Linked DNA regions of Mus musculus: all the other regions are linked to region 2. A link is a contact called in public HiChIP or PLAC-seq and promoter capture Hi-C data. All regions are on one chromosome and are shown on one strand. Each heading gives the region's core, a stretch centred on a gene start, on an enhancer-like site or on the middle of the called end of the contact. The rest is flanking DNA. Distances are from core to core; before and after follow the strand shown. Region 1 holds the start of Gpr3 (G-protein coupled receptor 3). Region 2 holds the start of Kdf1 (keratinocyte differentiation factor 1). Region 3 overlaps Rps6ka1 (ribosomal protein S6 kinase polypeptide 1). Region 4 has its middle 26 kb from the start of Gm12974. Region 5 holds the start of Rps6ka1 (ribosomal protein S6 kinase polypeptide 1). Region 6 has its middle 38 kb from the start of Hmgn2.

Region 1 (4,436 bases), core at 238-2,737, 310 kb after region 2:
ATGAAAAAACAGCTTCAGAGAGCCTAACAGGGCCTCAAAGTCACAGGGTTCGGAAGCGTGGATTAGGCTTGGAGGCCTGACCTCCTCCACCAGCTGAACTCCCCATATCCCGCCCAAACCCTGCCAGTCTCCAGCCCATGCTCTGTCATCTCTGTGAGGCTATGACGCATTCCCTGACTCCTGGCCTCCTTCCTTTCCTCAGCCTCAGACCGACATCCGACCCCTGACTCCCATCACCCTCCTAAAGTCTTGAACATTCCAGAGACGATCAAAGGGAGAAAGGACAGTACTGGTGCCTAGGGTTAGATCTGATGGGGCATTTCCCTAGGGATGGCGCAGGCAGGTCTAGTAAAGAGCAAGTTTTCTTTCTGCCCCACCCCCTGGGGTACCTAAGCCGGTGCTCAGGAAGGCTGCTCTGAGCACGGAGCTGCCGAGTCCTTCTGCTTCCAAGTTCTTCCCGGCTCCCTATCTCCTGCTGCTTCGGGGAAGTGACCACCCCCGCCCCCCCCCAGCCCTCGCTCTGGCTTTTCAGATCCTTGAATAAATAATTGAGGTTTTGAAATCTTGCCAGGCGCACCCTCCCATGCAGAGAGGACGCTATTGGGTCCACATGAGTGACGTCACCCAGCTCCTTATTCCAACCCCAACATCACGGGACCTGTCCTGACAGCAACTTACCTGCTGGGTCGCTGTCCAGTCAGACTTCCTACCCTGTTCCCTCACTCTGGGGCCCACACACAAGTCATTTGGTCTTTACTTCAGGACCCCACAGCTCTCATTTAGCTTCGTCACCTCAGTCCTTTATAGCACTTAACAGGGTCACAGTGACCTGAAGTTCCTTCACCTGCACACTCATCTCCAAAGCCTTGTCACCACTTCTGTTACCCTAGGGTCCCCGAGCTCCATCATGCTGCAGTCATCCTGACAATGCTGTGGCTGTCCTGAGGAGGCCTACACCCCGCTACCGTCAACGTCCCACAGCCGCCATCCTCCAAGATCCTGTCACCGTGCTCATATCGTCACAGCCACCCACCTCCCTGCTCCCTCGTGCTCCTGTCACCGTCGCCTCGGGGCCCTATCAGAGGCAGAGCCTGTCATCCTCACCGGGGACGCCCATTTCGCTCCATCACCTGTCTTATGTCAGCTCGTTTCTGCCACCGAAGGTACTCATCACCCCCGCAGACTATCCCAATCCCTTGACCTCTTCCCACATCCTCTGTGACCTCCCCGAGTCTCTTTTAAGGCTCTCCCACTAGTGTCCCCAAAACCCCCGACCCGCAGAGGGCGCCGCGTCAAGGACAGAGAGCCGGCTCCGGAGGGGGCGGGGCCGCGGCCACGGTCACTTTTTATGAATGGGGGAGCGGGCGGCGCGAGGCCTCATTACTATGCCGCGCAGCACGCGCTGCGCTCCAGCGCGCAGCGCCCATTGGCCTGCTGGGCTTCTGGCGTCACCAAACCGGTGGCCGGGGGCGGGGCGGGGCGGGGTGACTCACGCCGCGTCTCCCGCGGCCGCGGGGGCTTCTTGGGGTCCGCGCACACCTTGCTCTGCCAGAACCTGAGTGGAGGCGCCCCGCGGCCCGGCCGCACCCGGTCCTGAGCCACCGGTGAGTAGTGGGCCCTGCCGCGGGTACCCGGAGTCTGGGAGGACACAGCGTGCAGGGGCGCCGGGCCGGCGGAAGGCTGCTTGCCCCTGCTCAGGGTCGGGGGGTCGTACCTGGGACTCTGGATGTGCAGAGTCTGCATAAGCAGGCAGCTCCCCAAGTGTTCGGGTGCTCTCGAGTGGTATGATGGGGTGACCCGGCAAAGGGTGAGCATTCCTGCGGGACCTGAGGCCCTAGAGGGACGGGCGGTCATCTGAGGTTGGGAGAACAGGAGGCGTCTGGGGCGGGCACCTAGACGTCCGAGTAGCGGGTGGTGTCTTATTTGGGGCTTCGGCTATCCAAGGCAGGAGGCGGAGTCAGGCCCAAGATCCAGGTGTCCGGGCAGAAGGAGGGGTCTGACTCAGGAATCCGGCTTTCACCAGGGGGTGTCTGCTACGGAGACCCAGTGGTTAGGAGGAAGAAGGGGGCAGTGTGTGTGGGGTGTCTGTCCGGAGTCAGAAGTCTGGGAGAGTGTAGGGGAAATGAGTTCCCAGGTGTTACCCTGGGAATGTCGAGTGGGGGCTGGCAAGAAGCTGCACCGGCTTTGCCTGGGGGCGGAGCTTGAGGCTGGCAGTGCCCATGAATCGTGAGGGGTCTGGGAGCTTCAGGAACCAAGTCATCGTGTCTGGTGGGAGGGAGCTGACTGCTCTTCTTCTTGACGTGTTTCCCTCCCCTATTCATGAGCCTATTGAGGGCACACCTTGAATCCTGTGCTTCCCCTATTCACTTATGGTAAGCTTTGATTCACTTCTTTGACCACGTGTGGCCAAGAGGTCTTCAGGACTTAGAGGAATGGAGGGGAGGGTGAAGGGACACAGAAAAGGGATCACCGAGAAAAAGGGACCCCTGTTTAGAGGCCTGGAGGCATCAGAGGACAAAAACCACAGGACATGAATTGGGGGTGTGGGGTGTGCAGGACATCCGTACCCTACCTGTTATCCTGACAGCTTTCTTTTCTCGAAGGGCCTCCTGTCAGGATACGGGCCTGCCAGCATCTCATAGGACCTTTCTTCTACAGGTACCATGATGTGGGGAGCAGGAAGCTCTATGGCCTGGTTCTCAGCTGGCTCAGGCAGTGTGAACGTGAGCAGCGTGGACCCAGTAGAGGAACCCACAGGCCCAGCTACACTGCTGCCCTCTCCCAGGGCCTGGGATGTGGTGCTGTGCATCTCAGGCACCCTGGTGTCCTGCGAGAACGCGCTGGTGGTGGCCATCATTGTGGGCACTCCTGCCTTCCGCGCCCCCATGTTCCTGCTGGTGGGTAGCTTGGCCGTAGCAGACCTGCTGGCAGGCCTGGGCCTGGTCCTGCACTTTGCGGCTGACTTCTGCATTGGCTCACCAGAGATGAGCTTGATGCTGGTCGGCGTGCTAGCAATGGCCTTCACTGCCAGCATCGGCAGCCTGCTGGCCATTACCGTTGACCGCTACCTTTCCCTGTACAATGCTCTCACTTACTACTCAGAGACAACGGTAACTCGGACTTATGTGATGCTGGCCTTGGTGTGGGTGGGTGCCCTGGGCCTGGGGCTGGTTCCCGTGCTGGCCTGGAACTGCCGGGATGGCCTGACCACGTGTGGTGTGGTCTATCCACTCTCCAAGAACCATCTGGTGGTTCTGGCCATCGCCTTCTTCATGGTGTTTGGCATCATGTTGCAGCTCTATGCCCAGATCTGCCGCATCGTCTGCCGCCATGCCCAGCAGATCGCCCTCCAACGACACCTGCTGCCTGCCTCTCACTACGTGGCCACCCGCAAGGGCATCGCCACATTGGCTGTGGTGCTTGGCGCCTTTGCTGCCTGTTGGTTGCCCTTCACTGTCTACTGCCTCCTGGGAGATGCCGACTCTCCCCGTCTCTACACCTATCTTACCCTGCTCCCAGCCACCTACAACTCCATGATCAACCCTGTCATCTACGCCTTTCGCAACCAAGATGTGCAGAAGGTGCTGTGGGCCATCTGCTGCTGCTGTTCCACTTCCAAGATTCCATTCCGGTCCCGGTCCCCTAGTGATGTCTAGTTTCATCCTGGTGAACCTGTGGCTTTGACTACTATAGAACTCCAGAGTGTTAGGTCCACCAGGGCTTAATTCCAATCCCCAGCTCCACGCCCTTAAGACCCAGCTGGTTCTGGAGTTCTAGGACGTTGGGTGTTTTAGGATCTTATTCAAGATTCCTGCGGGGGGCCCACCCCAGCTGACCGCGTGGCTCTAGAATGTTCCAGATGGTCAGGGTCCCACTCGGAAATGTCTCACAGCCCAAGTGGTTTGCAGTTCCAGAAGGCTGGGAATTTTACAGTACCATTCCAAGTCCTTGATCTTCCTTCCCAGAAACTTGACCTTGATCATGTCGCTTTTGAATTTCGAAGCTCCAGAGTCAGAGGTTAATCACTTAGTTGCCTAGATGAGAGAAAGATTTATCTCTATATATGTGGACATACAGAGAAGGTTTATTTATTTATTTATTATTTATTTATTTATAAATTTGCTTATGGGTGGTAAGGGGGAAAAAAGAGACCTACACCTAGAAATCTAGCTCATATCAGGGTATCCTCAGCCTCCATGACCCCATTTCTGACCTCAGTTTCCGAAGGGGGCGGGATGGAAAAAGAGAAACCACGTATTTTGTTATTTTTGCTTATTTTTTATCAGAGAAATCATAGAAACCAGAGCCTCCTCCCCAGGCCCGCACTGCTCGGGTTTGCAGGGAGAACACACCAGCCTCTGGTTTTTTATTTTTTTAAGAAGCCATCACCTGAGCAACCGAGAATTCCTCTGCGCTGAGGCCCGGCTTCCCTCTGG
Region 2 (4,271 bases), core at 75-2,574:
GCAGTCAGCCTTCCTGTTTGTGGTATGAATAGTGCCTTGCATGAGCGTCCCTTCAAACCATCCATCTACACCTTCCTTTTCCCACGATTGTCCCTGGTCCATCCCTCCTGACAACCCAGTGACACTGCTCACTTAATTTAGTGGGACCAATTTTTGCCTCAATTTTGGCCTGGGACAAGAGTCTTGGACCCAGCTTCCTCATCTTTAAATAGGTTCATCTTAGAGTAGTGAGGTGGCCCACGTCTGTAATTCCAGCACAAGACACGATGAGATGATGAGGACTTCAGAGTCATCCTTGGCTGAATATTGGGCCTAGCCTGGGCCATATGAGACCCTATCTCAAAAAGCAAAACAAAATATATATTAAATTAACTTAAATATAAGTAAATAATAAACCAATGTGACGTAAAATAAAAATGGAAAACCTCATCTCTCAAAAGAGGAGAGATTAATGTCCTTCTAACCCTCTACGGAGGTATGGGGGTTGGGGGTGGAGCTCCGTGTTTAGCAAAAGCCTGGGAAGACACACTCTTGGCATTCTCTAACTTGGCAGCGTTCGAAGGCATCGCAAGGATGCCTCAAGGTCTGATGGCCCCAGGATTCTCTGATTTCTCACTGCCTTCGCCTTTCCGACAGTCCCCACAAAACACAGAGACAGACGGACAGACAGACAGACTCGGGGGCTCTCCATGGGCCCTCCTCCCTGTGTCCCCAGGACGAGCCGGCTGCAGCAGCCTCTGTCCAGGCAAACGTATGGTCAGCGAGCCGCGCTCAGCTCTGCTCAGCTCGGGCGCAGGGTACTGTGCACCCCCCTGGCACAGCCCCAGCCACTGTCTCATCTGCAAGCAGGAGCCGCGCGCGTCCAGGCGGCAGGGCTCGCGTTGCCGTCGGGGCGCGCACCGCCTCGCTTGCCACCAGCGCCGTGGCCCGCGACTCCCGACGCTGTTCCACGCACGGTGCTGGGTCCTAGCACCCCAGGGGCCTCTCGGCCCGCCCAGCCCAGCCCAGCCCTGCGCCCGTTCGGGCCGCTCCGGCCGGGCCCCGCGCACCCCGGAAGTGGACGTCGGGGCCCGAGGAGCAGGGCCCGCGCCCCGCCGCCGTCCAGGCGCGGCCTCCAGGGTCACCCACCCGGGGCTGCACCGCCCCGCGCCCCCGCGGACCCGCGCCGGCCTTACCTGCCCAGCCAGGTGAGCCGCCTCCGCTCGGCCCTTCCCCCGCCCCCCTCGGCACTCACCTGGGTCGCAGGTAAGCGTCTCGCGGGAGCGCGGCACGGGGCGCCGCTGGGGACACACTTCCTGCCTCCGCCGAGCGCCGCCGCGCACCTGGCCGAGGCCCCGCCCAGCTCCGGCCCAGCCAGGAGAGTGAGGCCCTGAGAGGGGCCATCATCGGGCAACAGTGCTTAGGTCCCCTCTCTGCTCTATAGTCCAGTGTCCTGGAAGTATCGGAGAGCCCATGGGGCGCCTACCGGGCCGCAAAGCTCCTACTTAAAGGGCATGCATGCCTCCTGGGAAGCCGTCCGGGCCCCTGAGTCCCTAGCTCTGTCATGTGGAACAGTTCTCTGGACTCTTTATTATAGTTCCCAGCAGACTGTTGCTTTCCTGTCTTTTGTCTCCTCCTTTTAGCCTCTGACCTTGAGGGTAAGGTCTGGTCTTGTTTCCCTAGTACAGCGCCTGGCACATACCAACTGCTTAGTAAATATTCTTCACTGTTTGAATAGCTAGGCAATGATCTCTTGTCTATCTATCTGTCTGTCTACATATTCACTTATTTAGGTTTCTCTTTTTTTACATTAAATGTTTTTATATGTATGAATGTCTTGCCTGCTTGTACATCCATGCACCACTTGCGTGCCTTGTGCCCACAGGTAAGGGAGCAGAGGAGGGCATGGGATGCCCTGGAACTGGAGTTACAGAGGGTTGTGAGCTGTTATGTGAGCACTTGAGAGTCGAACTGGGGACCTTGGAACTTTGAAGAGCAGCCAGTGCTCTCTGAGGCAGAACTCTCTCTTCAGCTCCTCTTACCTAGGTCTTCCAATACAAGATCCTGGGAAGACCAGCCATATCCTGTCCTGCTTCGAGTCAAGATCAGCCTAGATCAGGTATGTTCCCAGGGGTGCAGCCGTAGATTGTTCAAGTTTTCTGAGACAAAGTCTCATGTACCCCAGGCTGGCCTCTAGCTCCCTATGTAGCCAAGGCTGCCCTTGAAGACTTGCTCCTCTTATCTATGGAGTGCTGGGATCACAGGCATGCGCCTCCACAGCCAACATAGTCCCTGATGTCTTTCTTGCTCTTTTTGAACTGTTTGACATGGGAGCAAGTCACTTTCCATTTTCCAGTGTCCCCTCTGTAGATATAGACCTCTCTAGCCAGATGTGGTGGCACATGCCTTTAATCCCAGCTCTTTGGAGGCAGTAAGGTGGACCTCTGTGAGTTCCAGGCCAGCCTGGTCTACAGAGTGAGTTCCAGGATTGGCAGGACTATGTAGAGAGACCCCATCTCAAAAAAACAAACAAACAAACAAAAAAAACCATGAGGGGCATGGTGGCACACACCTTTAATCCCAGCACTTGGGAGGCAGAGGCAGGCAGATTTCTGAGTTTGAGGCCAGCCTGGTCTACAAAGTGAGTTCCAGGACAGCCAGGGATACACAGAGAAACCCTGTCTCAAAAAAAACCAATAAATAAATAAATAAGTAAATAAATAAGTAAACAAACAAACAATTTTAAAAGGTACCTCTGTCAACTGGGGAGGACAAAGAAGGTCACACATGGAAATGACAGGTTTGGGAGAGATCCCTGTGGCAAGTTCCCAGCAAAGGCCCAGTGGCAGAACTTCCCACAGTCTATCACACTTCCTTCTGGGGCAAGGATGGACAAGGGGTACACCATATTCCCCTTTGGAATTCAGAAAATGAGCCACCTTGTGTACAGTGGCACTTCTGCAAACTCTAAGCCTAGCAAGGCCTGTTCTAGGGCACATTCGTGAGACGCTCTTGCAATGCCGTGTACGGGACTGGTAGAGACCCGTTCAGCCAGGTGTGCACACCTTTAATCCTGGCACTCAGGAGGCAGAGACAAATGGATCTCTGTGAGTTCGAGGTCAGGCTGGTCTACAGGATGAGTTCCTGGACAGCCATGGCTACCCAGAGATACCCTGTTTCAAAAACCGAAGGAAAAAAAGAGAGAAAGAAAAGAAACTCTTCAGCAAGGTGTGCTGCCACCGTCTGTCATCCCAGCACTTGGACGGTGGAGGCAGGAAGATCAGGAGTTCAAAGCCATCCTGGGCTATAGGAGACTGAAAAGCCAAACCAACCAACCAACCAACCAACCAAGAACAATTGTTCATGATGGCCTCAAAAAGGAAATACAAACACCACTGACAGGAGATACAGAAGTGCAGAAAGTTCAAGCACTTTATAGAGCGTAGGAAACAAATGGAGGCCGGAAGTATGGCTTACTGTGCTAGTGGAACACAGTACGAAAGGCCAGTCCAGGAGTTCATATGATAGGGGTCCTTCTCATGTAGTCCAAAAACCAACCAGAATTGCTATGTGTTTAGGCACAATATTAGGCTGAATCATACAACATTGCTGTTATTTGGGCTACTTTGATCTAAAAATAAAAAAGTAGCAAGTTCATTTTCTCCAGCCTATTTCATAAAACAAAAAACAAGACTCAGTGGGGCAGATGAGATGGTTCAGTGGGTGATGGTGCTTGCAGCCTGATGTCCTGAGTTCCAATCACTGAAGGAGAGAGCCATAGAAGTTGTCCTTGGACTGCCACAAGAGCTTCATGGCATAGCCCCTAAATGAATAAATCAATGGGTGAGTGAGTTTTAGTGGTGGTGGCTTAAACCTTTTAAGTTGTTTTTAATTTTGTGTCTCTTGTGAATGCAGGTGCCCACTGAAGCCAGATGTGTTAGAATCCCCTGGAGCTGGAGGTACGGGCAATGGTGAGCTGCCTGATGTGGGTGCTGGGAATCAAACTCAGGTCCTCTGGAAGAACAGTGTATGCTCTTAGTTCAGCTATCTCTCCAGTCACTGCTGTTGTTCGGAGACAGGGTCTTGCTATGTAATCCTGGCTATCCTCAAACACTCAGAGACCTACCTGCCTCTGCCTCCCAAGTATTGGGATTCAAAGTGGACATCACCACACCCAGGTAAATCAATATTTTTTCAAATGAGAATGATAACTGAGTAGGGGGCACATACCTATAATCCCAATACTCAGGAGGCTAAGGCAGGAGGATCATGGGTTTATGGTCAGTCTCAGC
Region 3 (4,958 bases), core at 440-2,939, 350 kb before region 2:
TTGAAAGAAAGACAAGTTCCCTAGCCATTCTAAAGGAGTTACTTTCCCGAGCTTCCATCCTTCCACTTTTCCTTGAGTAGAGTTGGACCAAACCCTTCTTCTGGTCAGGCCCAAGTCTCTCCACCCCAAGGTTACTGCTAGAACCTGCACAGTGCCTGCAGCTAAGGATTCCTGACTCCTGTCTCTCTGTTACAGTATCCTTTTGGATGAGGAGGGCCACATCAAACTCACTGGTGAGTGAAGGGCACCTGCTCCTTTGGGCTCTGGGGAGGATAACCAGGCTCTGTCTGATAGGTCTCAGCTGATGGCTGTGTTTCCTGGGAGACGATGCCAGTTACATACATGCCAAAAACCTAGGCCTTGTTACTTAGTTATTTTTTGTGTGTGTATGGGAGTTTTGCCTATATTTGTATCTGTACCTCATGCATGTGTTGCCCAAAGAGGCTAGAGTTGCCTGCACCTGGTTGTTAACCATCGTGTGGGAGCTGGGAATGGAACCTGGGTTGTCTGGAAGAACAGCCAATATTCTTAACTGCTGAGCCATCTCTCGAGGCTCCCTAGGTCTCAGAGCAGACTGAGCTCTCACTGACAACCTTGGTGATACCTGGCTCCGGTCAGAGGAGCTAAGTGTGGTAGCCGTGGGCGTGGCAGGGATCCTAGAAGTGACTTCTCTGCCCTCCATGCTGCAGACTTTGGCCTGAGCAAGGAGGCCATAGACCATGAGAAGAAGGCTTACTCCTTCTGCGGGACAGTGGAGTACATGGCGCCCGAGGTTGTCAACCGCCAGGGTCACACCCACAGTGCAGACTGGTGGTCCTATGGGGTGCTGATGGTGAGTGTCCGGGCTCTGCTGCACACTGTTGTACTTTGTTTCCCTCGAAGAGCCGCGGGCTTTAGTCCACCTGCCTGAAGTACCACCCCTCACCTAACTTGGGAACTCTCCTCTGCTTCCTTCCTCTGGCTTTAGTGCTGCTCCTGGGTTCTAGGTTGGGAGGGGGGCAGAGGCAGGCACAGGCCTTGCTGCAGCTAGACTTAGACTGTAAAGTCTTAACAGGCCAGCAAGAATCCCCGGACTGCAGCAGGGTAGCCCGGGAAGGAGGGGGAGGGATGTGTGGGAGACAGAGAACAAGGCCACACCTATATGTTTCCTTTTCCCCCCGAAGTTTGAGATGCTGACGGGCTCCCTGCCCTTCCAGGGGAAGGACCGGAAGGAGACCATGACCTTGATTTTGAAGTAAGCACCAACACTGCCTGGCCCTCCAAGTTCTCCCTAATCCCACCCCAGTTGCAGGGCCAGTGAATTGCTTTTTCCCTGTCTGCAGACCCTTGCTGTCTGCCAGGGCCAGTGGGAAGTGTTCTTAATGTCTCTGGGAGGTGAGTTAGTGGCTGGCTTCTCTGGACTGAGCTGGAAAAGAGAAAGGGAAGGGGCTCTGGGACTCCTGGGTGGGGCTCAGCCCTGATGAGACCTGTGGCTGTTCCAGGGCGAAGCTAGGCATGCCCCAGTTTCTGAGCACGGAAGCCCAGAGCCTCCTGCGGGCCCTGTTCAAGAGGAATCCTGCCAATCGGCTTGGTAAGCAACCCCAGCTCAGAGGAGGGGACATGGCGGTGAGGATCAGGGTACAGCTGCAGCCTAGGCCACGGGGCCACATCTAGGACTGAAAGGAGCTGTTGTCCTTTGTGTGAGCAGACAATGCTGCTGGCCACCCTATTTTCTGGTTCCATGTATGGTGCTGGGAGGGTGACCTGTGTGGGGGGAAGGCAGGAACTGAGTCATTCATACCCCCTCAGGGACAAGGACACAGGCCCCCACACAGCTTCTCTGCCAAGGTTGCTGGCTCAAGGGAAGGCGCAGGAGCTTAGGAGCGAGAAAGGTCTCAGGCCTAGCTGTGTCTGTCCCCGCTGCCCGGCACCCAGCAGTACTGTAAACATTTGCTGAGGGATTGAATACGGTTTATGAGCCTGCGCTATGGCAGGGGACCCCACCTTTCCGAGCCCCAGGTTCCTGTGTCAGTGGAGACACTGATTCTGCCCTGGCTCCCGGGGATCTTTGATGAGAGAAGGACATTCCTGTTGTTCAGTGAAGTATACAGTATTTGCCGAGGTTTTTGGATGCTGGCTTTATCTGGATCACAACCAGCTAAGGTCCAGTCCAGGTCCCTGGGTTGAATCGAATGAGCGTTTGTCTCAGGGATAAAGACGAGAGGCAGTAGGAAAAGAAGGGCAGAGAGGAGGGGGGCCTGTGGCGGGAGTGGATGAAGGCCCTTGTTAGATCTCAAAAGAAGTCAGTCCAGCTTCTGTCAGGATTAATGCTTGGACAGGCTTCCCGTCCTGCCTGGCCCCTCCTTCCTCAGTACACCAGCAGAAGCTCCGTAACATAGGAAATACTGAGCGGGCTCCAGGCTTCAGGGTAGTGGGTACTGACGCAGGACATGGTGAACCCCTGCTGCCCTCCACGGTAGCAGCTGGTCCAGAGCCTGGAAGACAGAATGGGTGTCTGAGGTTGGCTTCATTTGGCTTCTTTCAGGCTCGGGCCCTGATGGGGCAGAGGAAATTAAGAGACATATCTTCTACTCCACCATTGACTGGAATGTGAGTGCCCGTGCCTGTGCCCTGTGATGGACGCAGGAAGGGTGGGGGAGGGGCCCCTGCCAACCGTGGCCTCAGCTGTGGGAGGTAGAAGGTGAGCAGCCCTTAACATGCCCTTGGAGGGGTGACTTCACGCCCTTGAAGGCTGCTCTCCCTTGCTGTTATCCACTGAGCAGCATAGCTTCTACTCTTCCTGTCGGGGCTGCTAGCAGGCTGTGGGGTCACCATGGTGACCAGAGCATATACCCCACCTTACAGAAGCTCTACCGGCGTGAGATCAAGCCCCCTTTCAAGCCGGCTGTGGCCCAGCCCGACGACACCTTCTACTTTGATACCGAGTTCACGTCACGCACACCCAGGGGTACGTTCCTGACCTGACTTGTCTGTCTTGGGCTGGGTAGCAGATCTTTGGGGAACCCTGGGCTACAGAGGTGATCGAGGATTCTGGAAGCCCAGGTGTGTGGGTAGATAGGCAGTATCTGGCCCCGTGGGCTTCATGCTCCATCCTGACTTCATGCGACCCGACTACTTCCATGGGCTTCTGTGGGCTGCTTTGTTTCTCGGTGAGGGACTGAAGTGTGGGGGTGGTTTAGGCCACAACAGGAAAGTCAGGACCCCCTGCCCCAGGCATCTTCCAGCCCACTGGGACCACTAAACACACAAGGCCTGCACTTGCATCAGACATGAGGAATCTGACCGGGCAGACCTGTGATGGAGAGGCCTCGGCAGAGCAGAGGAGACGGTGCCCACAGGCTGGATGAGCTGGGAAACCTGACGTCCAGCCAGATACTGCCAGTGGGTGGGGAGGTGTGTGTTAGTTCTGAGGTGTCTTTTTTTTTTTTTTTTAATTTATTTACTTATTTTATGTAAGTACATTGTAGCTGTCTTCAGGCACTCCAGAAGAGGGAGTCAGATCTCATTACGAATGGTTGTGAGCCACCATGTGGTTGCTGGGATTTGAACTCCGGACCTTCGGAAGAGCAGTCGGGTGCTCTTACCCACTGAGCCATCTCACCAGCCCCTGAGGTGTCTTCTTAGAGGGTGATCGTTCCCTCTGTGTAACTTGCACACCATTGTTGACTGGAAGCGCATCACTTCACAGCTGTCTTGTCTTCCCCTTATTTATCTGCCAAGTCCATACCAGGTCCCCGCTCTATGCCAGCCGTAGTGAGAATGGTGGATTGTGAACCAGACAGAACCATGTAGCTCAGGTGTCAGTGGGAAGGATTATAGAGGGTCAGAGGAGCGACATCATCAGGTAGCCTTCTCAGGGAAAGGAAGGTAGCTAAGACTTGAATGATGGACAAGGAGTGGCTTATCTAATCCAGGAGAACGGCGTGTGTAGCGACACCGAGACACTCTTGAGTGTGTGGAGTTCATCGGGACTGAGTTCCCAAAGGGGAGGAACGAGGCTGAGGCCACGTGGATCTCACTTGCCAGACTTGGGGGTGGGGGTGGGGTGAGCAGTCCCTTGATGAGTGTAGAACACAGGTGGCCCCAGACTTCTTGGTTGGAACTGTCCCTCTAGCTGTGCTGAGAATAGGCCTAAGAAGGGGATGGACCTGAGGTGGGGAGGGTGGGAAGAGGTATCCTGGGCCTGGCCTGAGCAGGAGGCTGGGTGTGGGGCTCTTACAGTCTTCACGTGACAGGTCTGGACCAGTCTAAGCACGTGTTGGTTTGCTTATATTGTGTTTGTTAATTGATTATTTGGAGTTTTTAAGACAGGATTTCTTTCTGTGGCTCAGGCTGGCTTAGAACTCTCTGTGTAACCCAGTCTGGCCTCCATCTGGAGCAATCCTGACTCTGCCTGCTGAGGGCTGAGATTGCAGGCACGTGCCGTCATGCACAGCTACACATTCATTTAGTATGTGGATGAAAAATGAAGTCAGAGGAGACCATGGCTCCTCCCAAAGCACAGAGGGGGTTTTTATTGTAGATACAGGGGAGAAGGCAGGCAGAGGGAAGAGTTCTGATGGAACATGGCCGGCAGACTAAACTGGACCACGGTAGGGGGGGAAACAAGAGAGGGGCCGGTGACCAAGAGGGGTGGCCTGGGTCAAGAGACCAGAGTAGCCAAAATAGTTGAGTTATTTATCAGGCTGAGGAAAGAGAAGAGGAAGCCCAGTACTGGGAGGGAGAGGTTTAGGCTGAGGGCTGGGTGGAGAGCCCTGGGAGGAGCCACGGGTCTAAGACTTGTCCCATGTTTCATGGAGATCTAACACTGAATGTGTTTGTGTTTTTTTCGTGATGCTGGAAATCGAACCTACATTGTAGGATGTAGGCAGGTGCTATACCACTGAGCCACACATGTTAACAGACAGGCCAAGGCCTGGGATAGATGAGCCTTCAACATGCTCCCTCCAGGGCTGCCT
Region 4 (4,580 bases), core at 1,986-4,485, 320 kb before region 2:
AATGACAGGTCATCTGTGGCTTGGCCTTTTTGTTGAGGATCAGAGGTTGGAGGTCAGCCTCGGCGACATAGCACATCTGAGGCCCGTGTAGTCTCATGAGGTAGGCATTTTTGGTTTCACAGGAAGGAAATTGAAGACGAATGTACCCACAAGTGTCCAAGCAAGGAAGTGGCTAGACCACTTAAAAAAAAAAAAAAAAAAAAAAAAAAAAGTGGGGCTGGTGAGATGGCTCAGCGGTTAAGAGCACCAACTGCTCTTCCAAAGTTCAAATCCCAGCAACCACATGGTGGCTCCCAACCATCCGTAACGAGATCTGACTCCCTCTTCTAGAGTGTCTGAAGACAGGTACAGTGTACTTACATGTAATAAATAAATTATGTGGTTGCTGGGATTTGAACTCCAGACCTTCGGAAGAGCAGTCGGGTGCTCTTACCCACTGAGCCATCTCACCAGCCCCAATAAATTTTTTTTTTAAAGTGCCGGGCGTAGTGGCACACGCCTTTAATCCCAGCACTCGGGAGGCAGAGGCAGGCGGATTTCTGAGTTCGAGGCCAGCCTGGTCTACAGAGTGAGTTCCAGGCCAGCCAGGACTACACAGAGAAATCCTGTCTCGAAAAAACAAAAAAACAACAACAAAAAAAACTTATTTGTTGTGTATGATGTTCATGTGTGTGGGCACACGTGACAGAGCATGTAGGCAGAGGTCAGAGAACATAGTACTGAAGTTGGCTCTCTTCTAGCTGGGGATCAACCTCAGGTCCTTAGGCTGGGTGGCATTGTCTTTACTCGATGAACCATCTCAGCAGGCCTGTCTCCTTTTGGTCTCCTATTTCCTATTGCCCAGGTAAACCTCCATCGCCTTGAGCTCCTCCCTTCAACCCACCCCCACTCCTGTCTCAGGCTCCTATGCGCCAGGCAGGCTGCGTTTGAGTCTATCTTATGCCTATATATGTCCTGTATCTGACCCTCATGTAAAGGCTAAATTTCAACTCATAATGACTCATAAAACCTTACAGTTAAAGAGCCTCAAAGGCCTACACCCAACCCCTGTCTCCTACAGGAAAGCCCTTCAGCTGGGCACCCAGCCCTCCATTAAAAATCACCAGCAGTGGAGAATCCACCGCACCTCGGGGTAGTCCCCCACACCCACGGAAAGTTCCTCCACCCTGAGCTGAGAGAGTCAGAATAGCAATACTTTATTTCTAGAAACAGAGAGAGGGGTTCCCCATGAACTCTGGGGAGGTGGGGGGGAAATGACTCAACAAAGAGAGAGGCCTCATTGGGTGCTGCACCTTCAGGGATGGAAGCGGCCACAGCCATGGGCAAAGGGGTGGAACTAAACTGTGGGAGGACTCTGGAGAGGTGAGTGGGAGGACTCAGCCCAGGAACACATACACACACACACACACACACACACACACACACACACACACACACACACACACACCCGCAGTGCTCCTTTCTGTTCCCCTCCTGCCCGGTGCACCTGGGAAGGCAACAGTGGGGCAACAGTGGGTGGACACAGCCCAGACACCAAGTCAGCGGGATTTGTGGTTTTTCATGGCCTCAAATGCCAAACGGAAGTATACTTTATTATCTTAGTCTCTCCTTCCCTCCCTCCCTCCCTCCCTCCTTCTCTTTCTCTGTCTCTCTGTCTCTGTCTCTCTGTCTCTCTGTCTCTCTGTCTCTCTCTCTCTTTCTCTCTCTCTCTCTCTCTCTCTCTCTCTCTCGTGTGTGTGTGTGTGTGTGTGTGTGTGTCTATATGTCTGTGCATGTTCAAAAAGCCAGAGAAAGCCGGGCAGTGGTGGCGTATGCCTTTAATCCCAGCACTCGGGAGGCAGACACAGACGGATTTCTGAGTTTGAGGCCAGCCTGGTCTACAGAGTGAGTTCCAGGACAGCCAGGGCTACACAGAGAAACCCTGTCTCGAAAAACAAACAAGCAAACAAAGAAAGAAAAAAAAAAAAACCCAAAAGAGGCAGGGCGTGGTGGCGCACACCTTTAATCCCAGCACTCGGGAGGCAGAGGCAGGCAGATTTCTGAGTTCCAGGACAGCCTGGTCTACAAAGTGAGTTCCAGGACAGCCAGAGCTATACAGAGAAACCCTGTCTCAAAAAAAAAAAAAAAAAAAAAAAAAAAAGTGGGGCTGGTGAGATGGCTCAGCGGTTAAGAGCACACACACACACACACACACACACACACACACACAAAAAAAGAAAAACAAAAGAAAGAAAGAAATATGGGCAGGGGATGGTGAAATGGCTCAGCAGATAAGAGCACTGACTGCTCCTGAGTTCAAATCCCAGCAACCAAATGGTGGCTCACAACCACCTGTAATGAGATCTGATGCCCTCTTCTGGTGTGTCTGAAGACAGCTACAGTGTACTTATGTATAATAATAAATAAATCTAAAAAAAAAAAAAAAAGAAGAAGAAAGAAAGAAAGATGGGCAGTCGTGGTTTAATGTTCAGCTCCGGGTACCGGTCAGCAGACCTTGGTAAATACTCAACCTCTTTGCCTTGCCGTCTACCGACACTTTTCTTGTTTGTTTTGTTTTGTTTTTCCAGACAGGGTTTCACTATATAGTTCTGAGTTCTGACTATCCTGGAACTCTCTCTGGCCTTGAACTCTGAGATCCATCTGCCTGTAACTTCCAAGTACTGAGATTAAGGGTGTATGCCACTGCCGGGGGTGGGCAATGGTGGGGTGGGGGTGGGGTGGGGTGAAAGGAGTAGGAAATGTGGGGGTGGGAGGGTGTGGGGTGGGAGGAGCAGGCGTGCTGGGGAGGCAGAGGCAAGCAGATCTCTGTGAGTTCCAGGCCACAGGGTCTAAAAAGCTAATCCAGGACAGCCAGTGTTGTGTTACACAAAGAAACCCTGTCTTGAAAAGCCACCAACTCTCTGAGAGTTCGTATCTTTAAACATGAATTCAGAGTGGCCCTTGGTTTGTGGTGCTGTTGTTGTTTTGGGGGTTTGGTTTGAGTTTTATACAGGTGACACAAAGATGGCAGAGAAGTAGCTCAGGCTAACACATAGCCACGGGCCCCTCCCTCCCTCCCAGATCACAGGCTCCAGCCTCCTAGGTCAGGACCTCTCCTCATTCTCTTTTTGGGGAAACAAAACTAAAGCCATTTGTAAAACCTGGAGAGGAGGGGGCCTCGGTAAAGTCTTTCACAAGGCCTTCGCTCCCCCCTTCCTGCCCCCAAACCGCTCTCCGAGCTCTAGCTCCTCTGTGTGACTCAACCTGAGACTGCTTTTTATAAGTCACTTCCTCTGCCGCTTCTCTGCTGTGGCTCCACACCTGCCCCCGAGGCTGTGGGCGGAGTTGAGAAATCAAGAGGCAGATTACACACGGGTCTGACCTGAGCCTGAAACTTGTATCTGGGAAGGGCCTGTGGCCACTCTCCCCTGGCAGGAAACGCTCCCTGGGGCTGGATTTAGCTGGGTCCAGTCACTCTGACTGTTGCTATGGAGCATTAACTACAGGGCCTCTGCAGGGGCTTCTGAGGGAGGGGCATTCAAGTAGAGACTAACTGTAAAACTTGAGTGGGGGTTGTGTTTTGTTTTGTTTTGTTTTGTTTTGTTTTGTTTTTGTTTGTTTTTTTGAGACAGGGTTTCTCTGTATAGCCCTGGCTGCCCTGGAACTCACTTTGTAGACCAGGTTGGCCTCGAAGTCAGAAATCCACCTGCCTCTGCCTCCCGAGTGCTGGGATTAAAGGCATCCGCCACCACGCCCGGAGAGTTGGGGTTCTTACGCAGTCTTCTGGCCTCTAAACCTCAGATCTTACAGGTAGCTGCAGAGCGTCCTCTGTGGGTCAGGACTGGAATTCCAGCTTCCTGGGAGGCTGAGACAGGAGGATCCAAATTCAATGTTATCTAGAGCAATTTACTGTGACTATCTTAAACTAAAAAGCAAAGATAGGCCTGAGGACATAGCTTAGGGGTATGGTACTTGCTTAGCATAGGTAAGGACCTAGGTTCAATCCCCACTGGGGAAATAGTTGAATGAGAGTTGGGTCAAGGCTCTGGTAGTGACCATGAGCAGAAGAAACGGGAACACAGCACAGAGACTTCCTAACCCAGGCTATGGGTTATCATCCTAATTTGGGAGGTAGAGGCAGGAGGGTCAGGAGTTCCAGGCTGTCCTTGGCTAGGTAATTTGAGATCCTGTTTCTAAACAACACAAACAAATTACCAAACAAAGAAGAATGTCTGCCAGGAGCCATGGCATACAACTTGAATCCCAGCACCCAGGAGACAGAGGCAGGGGGATCTCCATGACTTTGAGGCCAGCCAGATTATAATTTCCTTGTAGATCAGGCTTGCCTTGAACTCACAGAGATCCACCTACCTCTGCAAGGTCATCACATCACAGGACATCTATGCCTGATGAGTTTTCTTCCATTTTCAGGTCTGAAATATACTACCATAGCCCATGCTGACCTTGGATCTGTTATGTAGGTCAGCCTGGCCTCGAACTCACAATTCTCTTGCCTCCTTCTCCTGAGTACTGGAATCACAGGCATGTGTCATCGTGCCCAGGTAAGATCACAGAGTTCTAGCCGGGCGTGGTGGCGCACT
Region 5 (4,668 bases), core at 1,960-4,459, 370 kb before region 2:
ACTCACATCTTCATGCTTGGTGGCAGGACCCTTTCTGGGATGAGTGAATTTGCCAGATGTTTTGAGGTGGGGTCTTCTTTTTTTTTTTTTTTAAGATTTTATTCATTATTTTATTTATTATTATATGTAAGTACACTGTAGCTGTCTTCAGACACACCAAAGGAGGGCATCAGATCTCATTATGGATGGCTATGAACCATCATGTGGTTGCTGGGATTTGAACTCAGGACCTCTAGAAGAGCAGTCAGTGCTCTTAACCACTGAGCCATCTCTCCAGCCCCGAGGTGGGGTCTTCTGTAGTGGAGAACTCAGTAAGAAGCTCAGGATCCTTCTGCCTTCCACCTCACAGGAGCTGCAATTACAGGCATAGATCATCACATCTGGCTGTATTTAGATTTATTTTCTTTTTCTAGGATACAGTCTCACTATATAACCCAGGATGATCTGCCCCAGACTCAAGTGCTCTCACCTTAGCCTCCTGAATGCTGGAATTCCAGGCTTGTTGCCACCATGCTGAGAGGGCCTGGTGTGCTATTCATAACTCTAAATTATATATAGGGTTACAATGACTTTAGTCCTAACTGCAGACCTAAAAGATTGAAGTTATAATTCCCAATTTTCAGATAAAGAAGCTGAACTTAAAGACAGGAGTTGTTGGCCGGGCGTGGTGGCGCATGCCTTTGATCCCAGCACTCGGGAGGCAGAGGCAGGTGGATTTCTGAGTTCGAGGCCAGCCTGGTCTACAGAGTGAGTTCCAGGACAGCCGGGGCTATACAGAGAAACCCTGTCTTGAAAAACAAAAACAAAAAACAAAACAAAAACAAAAAAACCAAAACAAACAAAAAAGACAGGAGTTGTCCAATGCTTAAAGAGAGGGCAGGTCTGGAATTCAAATCTATGGGGTTTTTTGGATTCCAAAGTCTTTTCTACTCAAAATGCAGTTCAAGTCATCCATTCCACTAAAGGGGAGACTCGGGATAAGGGGGCATGTAGATTTTCGAGAAATTGGTGTCGACTTCATTGTGTATGTGTGTGCACGTGTGTCTGTATGCATGTGTCTGTACATATATGTGCATGTACATATACACATGTGTGCATGTGTCTTTGTGCCTGTGCATGTATGCATATGTGCATGTAAATGTGTGTTATATGTGCATGTGTCTGTGTACACGTCTGCATGCATATGTGCATGTCTGTGTGCATGTGAGTGTATGCATGTGTGCACATGTCTGTGTGCATGTGTCTGCATGTATGTATGCATGTGTCTGTGTGTATGTGAGTGTATGCATGTGTGCACATGTCTGTGTGCATGTGTCTGCATGTATGTATGCATGTGTCTGTGTGTATGTGAGTGTATGCATGTGTGCACATGTCTGTGTGCATGTGTCTGCATGTATGTATGCATGTGTCTGTGCATGTGAGTGTATGCATGTGTGCACATGTCTGTGTGCATGTGTCTGCATGTATGTATGCATGTGTCTGTGGTACCTGTGCATGAGGATGTCTGAACATGTGCATGTGAGTGACCATGTATGTCTAGGCTACAGGTTTATCTTTTTATTGTGTGAGTCTCTCTTTGAACCTGGAACTCACCTATTTGGCTTGCCTGGCTGACCAATGAGATCCTGTGTCAGTAGCCTCCGCAGTGAGATTATAAATGCTTACTGGGAAAACAGCATCTGTTTTTATTTCTTTTTTGATTTAATTTAATTTTTGATTTTTAGACAACATCTCTATTATGCAGTCCACACTGGCCTCAAAGTCACAATCCTCTGGCCTGAATCTCCTGGATTAAATTTATTTCTATTTATTCATTTATTTATTTACTTAGTTGGGTTTTTGGGGTTTGGGGGGTTTGTTTGTTTTGTTTTGATACAGGTTCTTACTGTGTAGCCCTGGCTGGCCTAGAATTGGCTAAGTAGCCCAAGCTAGCCCTGAACAGAGATCCTCCTGCCTCTGCCTCCCTACTGCTAGGATTAGAGGCGTGAGTGACTTCTCTCCACTTAAAAATGTACTGCATTAAAATGTCTTTATCGGGGAAGGTTGTCCCTGTGCACATTTGTGGAGGTCAAAGGACTGCTTATGAGTTGGTTCTCTTCCACCACATGGGGCCTGGGGATCAGACTCAGGGAAGGCAAGCTCTTTTACCCATTGAGTCCATCCACGGACCCACCCCACACTCTTTTAAACACCAGTGTGCTCCTGACCTGCTGTGTGACTTCGGATAAATAGCTTAGGGTGTCTACTAGGATGGGGTGGAGTCTCAAAAAAAAAATCACAAGCTGCCTGAAGGTGGAGGTCGGAGATACTCAACACGACCTGGCCGGCAAAGCCTGGGTTCCATGGCCATAACCAAGCAAGGAAACGTAACAAAAAATAAATTCCCTATCAATGACGCCTGTCTTCGCTGGAGGCTTTTAATAAACGAGCCAGCTTGTCTTTCACCTGAGAGTAAGTCTCACGACACCTGGGGCCTAAAATCTCCTTAAGAGCAGGCCAAATCTTACTGGAGAGAATCCTGATCCCACCAGAACTGGATTTTGCCTTCTTTCCAGGGACTCCTGCTCAAGTCAGACCACAATCTGGTCTGCCACGGAAGAGGCGCGGACCTGGCCTGAAACCAGCGCCCTCAAGTGATAGGGCACAACAGACTAGGAAGGAGAAAAAAAAATGCGTATTAGGAAATCACCCTGGGGGCGCTGTGGGTCCTGGCGCTGGCTGGCTTGGGACCCGGGGATCACATGGAGACCCCAAAGTGTGGGCTCCCGTGATGTGCACAAGCTTTCGGAAGGGGGCGATCCTAAGGGCTTGGAGAGCTGAGAGCCAGAGGGCACAAGGCCCAGGCTCCTTCCACGCCTCAGTCGGGATCAGGCCCAGGACGTCCCATGTAAATGTGGGGTGGCAGCCCCTCCCCCTGGAGGGAGAAGGCACATCTGGGTTAACATCCCAAAGGCTGCTAGGACAGGACAACGGAGGCCCCAGCGAGGTCTGCAAAGCGGCACAAAGCCCGGGAAAACGGAACCCGCGGAGCCTCCGGTGGGCAGGGCCGACAGTGGGCTGGGGTCTCTCGTGAAGGCAAGGCTGACTCCCGGCGCGTTGGGGGCGGGGGTCCGCGCCGGGAATGCCGCGCCGTGGGGGGACTGGGCGGGGCTACTCAGGCCCCGCCCCCGCGCAGGTAGCCAATGGGCGCGGCGGCGCCGGGTGACGGAGCGAGCCGAAGTGCGAGTGCCGCGGCGGCGGCGGACGGCCCATCCAGAGCGCGAGGGGCTCAGGGGCGTGCGGGGGTCTCGGTGTAGCAGCAGGGACCCCGTGGCCCAGAGGCAGCGCTGCCCGGGGCCGCCGGGAGGAGCGCGGGCGGTCCGGCAGCGGCGCGATGCCGCTCGCCCAGCTCAAGGAGCCCTGGCCGCTCATGGAGCTGGTGCCGCTGGACCCGGAGGTGAGTGAGAGGGGCGGGGGTTGGGGGGACAGGCGGCGGCGGCCGGCCAGCCCGGATCCGCACCGGGGCGGGGCGGGGGCGGCCCGCGGCGTCTCTGCAGCCCCGCGGGGACGTGAGTGCCCTCCGGTCTCTAGCTCACTGTCCGGCTCCACCCCCTTGTGCTCCGGGTGTGCGTGTGTAGGGGATGGTTCTGCTGGGCTCTCAGTACCTCCCTGCAGTAGCCAGGAGAGGAATCTCCACGGTGTGTTGAGATCTGACACCTAGGACCCATCCCGCTTATCATCTTTTAGTAGCTGTGGGAGTTGCCCCAATCAGTGCAGAAGGGAGAAAGGCTTGGGTCAGATGTCTAGGCTTCTACTAGAGACAAGGATCATGGGAATCCGGTTTCTCACCTTAACCTCTCCCCAAGACCTCTCTTCGTTCCTCCACTTCTGACCTTAGGAAGGTAGCCCTGCTGAATCCCAGGCAGTTATGGAACGTGGGACGATACCACCTCTGGAGTTGGAGCCTGCTTTCCTTTGCCCTAAAGCTAATGACACCGGGTCTTCCTACTTCAGATTATGCTGAAGAGTGGGGAAAGTCCTTAGATCTTGTGAAGACTGTCTCTGTAGAAGAGACTCTGCCTCCGTCTTCCTCTCTCCCTCCTTCCTTTCCTGTAGAAAAAGGCTGAGCCCTTGGGCAGTATGGCTTCTGCCACCTAGCCTTTCCCAGAAGCAACTCCTGTCTTTTTTGAGGGCTTTGTGGTCCAACCCTGAGCATGCAGGAGGCCACTTCTGTGCTGTCCTGTCACCCTGGGATCAAGGTCAAGTTTTGAACCAGCAACTTTAAAACTTTCCCTGCTCTCCTGCTGCGAAGGAGGCAGGTGAAACTCTGCCTTCCTTCACTGGAGCTGTTTTGGGGTACAGGAGGCTGGGGTACAGGAGACCTCACTTGATCCCAGAACCTAGATGCTTTTTCTCCTGGCTTGAACCCCTTTACCTATGCTTGGTACCTCAGGTCAGTCACTGTGAGCCCTGTCTCTCAGGACCACGGGCAGAGAGAGGATCCACAGTGAGATCCCCAAGTCTCCAGGCACTCAGGGCATGCTGCCCCTTTAAAGGGATGGGCTACACTGGCTATTGGAGGGTGGGCGCGGCTGGATTAGGTAACCAACCTGAAGGCGCAATTTGGAGTAAATTGTTCTGGGATCCTTGCCACGGGGGTTTTACAGGCCCTACACAGGCGCTCAGAGG
Region 6 (4,345 bases), core at 1,541-4,040, 410 kb before region 2:
TCTCTCAGCGGGTGGGCCAGATGTGCACCTTGGATCCTTATCACCTCATGCCTGGCAGGCCTGCAGGTCTCTGGAACAAAGACTGTGATGGCCTGAAGCCATTTCTGGTTAGTGATTAGTTTTCCCACAAGCAGTTCCTGACTGCTTCACAAAGTACAGGCCAGAGGGGCAGCTGCGGGGAGGCCTGGCTGAGGTCTCCAAACTCACATCAATGAAGGCAAAGACTACATACTATTGTCAGGATGGAAGACAAGGGTCAGAGGCGGGCTGCTTCTCCTCTTGCCTGCAAAAAGGTGAGTCCCTAAAACATTAGAGACTTCACTACTTCTGAGCTGTGGATCGGTCTCTCTTCTTTGATCTACTCAAAACAGCCCCTCTCTGGATCCTCCTAACAAAACGGTAGTGAGTTAAATAGACTTGATGGGCAGCTGCCACCGCCAGATGCCGCCTCTAGCTTCAGCCAAAGGAGAAGAGGACCTCTATAACTATGACTGTTAAAAATGTGGACAGCCCGGGGGCCCTACTGACCACACAAAAAAAAAAAAAAAAAAAAAAAAGTCGCAGCACAGCGCCCTCTACTGGACGGGAATAAATCTCATCGTTACCAGCCTGGGACTGTGGAACTCTGAAATTCTGAAATTAAACCCCTTCATGTATCTGGTGCAGGGTTCAGGGGACTGGAGAGGTGGTTCGGCTTTTAACAGAACTGGCTGTTTTTCTGGAGGACTGGGGTTCGATTCCCAAAACCCACAAGGCAGCTCAGACTGATCTGTAACTCCAGTTCAGGACTTTTGATACCAGCATACAGACATACATGCAGAAAAAACACTAATGGACATCATATAAAAATATATTATACATACATACATACATACATACATACATACATACATACATACACACACACACACACACACACACACACACACATCCTATTCAAGATCCATGAATCCAAAGTGCTTTACAGGAGGCAAGTGAGGCCTGGTTGGCAGGCCTTTTGAAGATAACAACTGTGTGTTTCCCATGCCAAGTATGTAACAATCATGCCAAAAGATACCCAGCTAGCACACTGCACTTACTGGGAAAGGGCCTAAGAATCTACTCTAACAGGAAACATTTCATTCTTAAAAAAACAAAACAAAACAAAAAACTGATTTTATTATATATGTATTTTTAAAGTGTGTGTGTGTGTGTATATGTGTGTGTATATGTGTATATGTGTGCGTTTGTGTGTGAATGTGTGTGTGTGTGGTCTCCTGTGTGCACATGGATGCCATCATCAGACCCTGGAGCTGAAGCTGAGGCAGTTGTGAGCCACCATATAGAAAGAATAGCAAGTTCTCAGGCCTGGCGTGGTGGTGCACACCTTTAATCCCAGCACTTGGCAGGCAGATTTCTGAGTTCGAGGCCAGCCTGGTCTACAGAGTGAGTTCCAGGACAGCCAGGGCTACACAGAAAAACCCTGTCTCAAAAAAAAAAAAAAAAAAAAAAAAGAATAGCAAGTTCTCTTGGCCACTAATTACCCCTGGACTGTCTCAGACCCATCAGCTCCCGAATAATGACACGGAGACTTCGTACTGTTATTTATGAGAGCTTAGACACTATAGCTAGGCATCTTCCTGCTAGCTCCAACCCGACTAGTTCCAGTTCACAACCACAGGGCCCATTCCCTCTCATTATCACTACATGTCTCTATCTCGAATCCTACCCCCGATCGATTCTTCCCACAATTCCTCCCTCTACCCAGAAGTCCTGCCTTTTCTTTCCTGCTTCAGCTATTGGCTATCAGAACTAATCAGAAGGTTATGGAGATGATGTCTACAAAATATTGAGACAGGTGATGACCCATAAAAGTAATGCCCAAGTATGGCCAGTACTTAACTCTCTGGGGGACAGAAATCAACGTTTGATTAATACATAGACACCCTTTACACAGAGTGCAAAATGATTATCCTGACAACTAAGCCTTCGATCCAGCCCAAAATTTCGTGCTTAATATTTTCCTGTCTTTTGTACCCATTATATTCCGTAGGGTCCAAACTACAAGTAGCAAAGTGAGGACAGAAATCAGGAATTGATAGATGTGTGAAATTTAAATAATGAAAAGGTCAAAAGTGTCTCAGCAAAGTTTCGGGGTTTTTTTGTGTTTTTGTTTTGGTTTTGGTTGGTTTTTTCGAGACAGGATTTCTGTGTAGCCCTGGCTGTCCTCAAACTCACTTTGAAGACCAGGCTGGCCTCGAACTCAGAAATCCACCTGCCTTTGCCTCCCAAGTGCTGGGATTAAAGGCGTGTGCCACCATGCCCGGTGCAAACAGTTTTAACAATCGACTCTATAGTGATTAATCTGTAAATATTATTAGAAATTTTGAAAAATAAATGCATTTCTTTCTCTTTTGACAGGGAGTCATTTAGCTCAAACTGACTTTGAACTCCCGACTCTCCTGCAGTATTAATTCCAAATGCAGGAGCTGGAGCAGAGGCCATAGAGGGACGCTGCTTACTGGCTTGCTGTCAGTGGCTTGCTCAGCCTGCTTCTTTAGAGACTTCAGGACTCAGGCCAAGGATGGCACCACCCACAACGGGCTGGGCCCTTCCCCATCAATCACTAACTAAGGAAACTCCACGGGCTTGCCCGCAGCCCGATCTATGAAGGCATTTTCCTGACTCTCTCATTTCAGATGACTCCAGCTTCTGTCAAGTTGGCATAAAACTGGCCAGCACAGCTTTAATCTTTGGGATTTCCTGAATTGTTCTACATACAAGTACAGGGTGTCTGTCTTCTATGCTTTTCCTGTAAACTAACCGGGAAAATCTATTAAAGCATAAAACAAATAGAGGGTGTGGTTGTCTACAGGAGAAGCATCACCGTGGGCTCGGGTAACTGAACCGGGGTCTCCGGTGAGTGGTGCTGCCCCAGGCGGTTGTGGGACCTTTGGGAGGAGTGGTCTTTGCAGGGGGAAGAACTTCATCCGGGCCTTTGAGAGGTTGTAACCCCACTTCCTCTTAGCCCCCTCTGCTTCCCACGTGAGGAGTAAAGTGATCTCTGACCTTCCTGCTCTAACTGCCATTTGCTACACTCCACAGGACTCTCTCTCTCTCTGTAATTGTAAGGCCGACTGAACACTTCCTAAAGTTTGCTTTTGGTCACAGCGGTTTTATACAGCAACAGAAAAGCAACTAATACAGACGGCGTGGGACCCTGGAATTCAAAGAACAAAAACCACCAAAGCCATAGCATCTTTATGATGGCCTCCACCGTTTCCTGTCATTGCCCATCACAGACAGGCTTATCCCATTATGACGTCATGTGTCCCTTCCTTCTGGGACTGCAGCTCAGTGGGAGGGGTTCTTGCCTGGCACACAGCTTGTCACACTTTGGTTCCCAGTGCTGCTGAAAGTGAGGAAACCATATCGAGTTTCTCTTTTCACCAGGCAATGGTGGCGCACACCTTTGATTCCAGCATTCAGGAGGAAGCCAGCAGATCTCTCTGAGTTTGAGGCCAGCCTGCTCTAAAGAGTGAGTTCCATGGGACTGGAGAGATGGCTCAGCGGTTAAGAGCAGGGACTACTCTTCCAGAGGTCCTGAGTTCAAATTTCTGTAACCACATGGTGGCTCACAACCATGTGTAATGATGTCTGACGCCCTCTTCTGGTGTGTCTGAAGACAGCTACAGTGTACTTAGATATAATGATAAATCTTTACAAATAAATAAACAAATAGTGTTCCTATCTCCAACCTGGAAAAGCTTGCCCTTACTAATTTATTATCAGCCCTAAACTACAGTGGCTGGTCCCACTTGGCCCCTGTCAAACATCAATGGCCACCCCCTGTAGTAGTAGTGGCCACAGGCCCCAGCTCCCCCTCCCCCAGCCCTTGCCTCGGAGACCACATGGTTTCTGTGTTCTTCCCCTCAAAAACATGGCAGAAAACCTCTCTCCTTTTCCTCCTGGCACCCAGAAGTCCCGCCTATAACTTCCACCCAGCAATTGGCCTCCGACTTTCTTTACTGGCAAATCAAGAACTAATTGTAGAACAAGACCTTAGCATCAGAACTGCCCTCTTCTTTTCTTTTCTTTTCTTTTCTTTTCTTTTCTTTTCTTTTCTTTTCTTTTCTTTTCTTTTCTTTTCTTTTCTTTTCTTTTCTTTTCTTTTCTTTTCTTTTCTTTTCTTTTCTTTCCTTCTCTTTTCTTTTCTTTTTTTTTCTTTCCTTTCCTTTCCTTTACTTTCCTTTTCTTTTTTTTTTTTCTTTTTTTTTTTTTGAGACAGGGTTACTCTGTGTAGCCCTGGCTGTCCTGGGAACTCACTTTGTAGACCAGGCTGGCCTCGAACTCAGAATCCACCTGC

Evidence for each region. Promoter capture Hi-C pulls out the DNA fragments that hold promoters and counts their contacts. HiChIP or PLAC-seq counts read pairs in DNA pulled down with a chosen protein or histone mark. Capture Hi-C pulls out chosen DNA fragments and counts their contacts.
Region 1: a promoter capture Hi-C map of pancreatic islet shows a contact between it and region 2. The contact joins the promoter of Gpr3 here to the promoter of Kdf1 in region 2. A contact is called at or near these places in 2 of 39 promoter capture datasets (liver and neural stem cells), 1 of 15 datasets of contacts at CTCF or cohesin (embryonic stem cells), 1 of 484 Hi-C or Micro-C datasets (embryonic stem cells), 2 of 115 datasets of contacts at active chromatin or transcription factors (embryonic stem cells and pancreatic cancer cells) and 2 of 9 other capture datasets (adipose tissue and pancreatic islet).
Region 3: an H3K27ac HiChIP or PLAC-seq map of stem cell-derived neural progenitor cells shows a contact between it and region 2, with 3 times the contacts expected there. The contact joins the enhancer-like site here to the promoter of Kdf1 in region 2. A contact is called at or near these places in 1 of 39 promoter capture datasets (embryonic stem cells), 1 of 484 Hi-C or Micro-C datasets (embryonic stem cells), 5 of 115 datasets of contacts at active chromatin or transcription factors (embryonic stem cells, extraembryonic endoderm stem cells, microglia and 2 more) and 4 of 9 other capture datasets (adipose tissue, liver, macrophages and 1 more).
Region 4: a promoter capture Hi-C map of liver shows a contact between it and region 2, with 2.5 times the contacts expected there. The contact joins the enhancer-like site here to the promoter of Kdf1 in region 2. A contact is called at or near these places in 4 of 39 promoter capture datasets (embryonic stem cells, hippocampal neurons and liver), 1 of 484 Hi-C or Micro-C datasets (reprogramming fibroblasts), 3 of 115 datasets of contacts at active chromatin or transcription factors (embryonic stem cells, large pre-B cells and microglia) and 3 of 9 other capture datasets (adipose tissue, macrophages and pancreatic islet).
Region 5: a contact with region 2 is called in an H3K27ac HiChIP or PLAC-seq map of embryonic stem cells, with 2.0 times the contacts expected there. The contact joins the promoter of Rps6ka1 here to the promoter of Kdf1 in region 2. A contact is called at or near these places in 4 of 115 datasets of contacts at active chromatin or transcription factors (embryonic stem cells, extraembryonic endoderm stem cells, microglia and 1 more) and 3 of 9 other capture datasets (adipose tissue, liver and macrophages).
Region 6: a contact with region 2 is called in a promoter capture Hi-C map of macrophages, with 5 read pairs. The contact joins the enhancer-like site here to the promoter of Kdf1 in region 2. A contact is called at or near these places in 2 of 39 promoter capture datasets (macrophages and pre-B cells), 1 of 115 datasets of contacts at active chromatin or transcription factors (large pre-B cells) and 1 of 9 other capture datasets (pancreatic islet).

Annotation. Positions count from the first base shown.
Region 1 is chr4:133,209,587-133,214,022 of GRCm38.p6, reverse strand. It overlaps Gpr3 (G-protein coupled receptor 3), which reads left to right and starts at 1,487. Exons shown (of 2, transcript NM_008154.3): 1 at 1,487-1,604; 2 at 2,659-4,436. The coding sequence starts at 2,664. The coding sequence ends at 3,656.
Region 2 is chr4:133,516,016-133,520,286 of GRCm38.p6, reverse strand. Kdf1 (keratinocyte differentiation factor 1) reads right to left here and starts at 1,324. Exons shown (of 4, transcript NM_133707.2): 1 at 1,235-1,324. It overlaps Gm42323 (predicted gene, 42323), which reads left to right and starts at 429. Exons shown (of 3, transcript NM_001378703.1): 1 at 429-1,187; 2 at 2,026-2,098. The coding sequence starts at 478.
Region 3 is chr4:133,861,637-133,866,594 of GRCm38.p6, reverse strand. Rps6ka1 (ribosomal protein S6 kinase polypeptide 1) reads left to right here. Exons shown (of 22, transcript NM_009097.5): 8 at 196-233; 9 at 690-832; 10 at 1,164-1,234; 11 at 1,482-1,570; 12 at 2,525-2,589; 13 at 2,845-2,947. Among named protein-coding and RNA genes, the nearest start is that of Gm12977, 7.8 kb to the left of the region's middle. Within about 2 kb of position 1,689, at least 73 of the 459 cell types and tissues checked have an H3K27ac peak or open chromatin away from gene starts, as enhancers often do. A contact at or near this core is called in embryonic stem cells and stem cell-derived neural progenitor cells, where this site is marked.
Region 4 is chr4:133,839,941-133,844,520 of GRCm38.p6, reverse strand. No RefSeq gene overlaps it. Among named protein-coding and RNA genes, the nearest start is that of Gm12974, 26 kb to the right of the region's middle. Within about 2 kb of position 3,235, at least 180 of the 459 cell types and tissues checked have an H3K27ac peak or open chromatin away from gene starts, as enhancers often do. A contact at or near this core is called in embryonic stem cells, where this site is marked.
Region 5 is chr4:133,886,338-133,891,005 of GRCm38.p6, reverse strand. It overlaps Rps6ka1 (ribosomal protein S6 kinase polypeptide 1), which reads left to right and starts at 3,209. Exons shown (of 22, transcript NM_009097.5): 1 at 3,209-3,436. The coding sequence starts at 3,374.
Region 6 is chr4:133,927,751-133,932,095 of GRCm38.p6, reverse strand. No RefSeq gene overlaps it. Among named protein-coding and RNA genes, the nearest start is that of Hmgn2, 38 kb to the left of the region's middle. Within about 2 kb of position 2,790, at least 100 of the 459 cell types and tissues checked have an H3K27ac peak or open chromatin away from gene starts, as enhancers often do. A contact at or near this core is called in macrophages and pre-B cells, where this site is marked.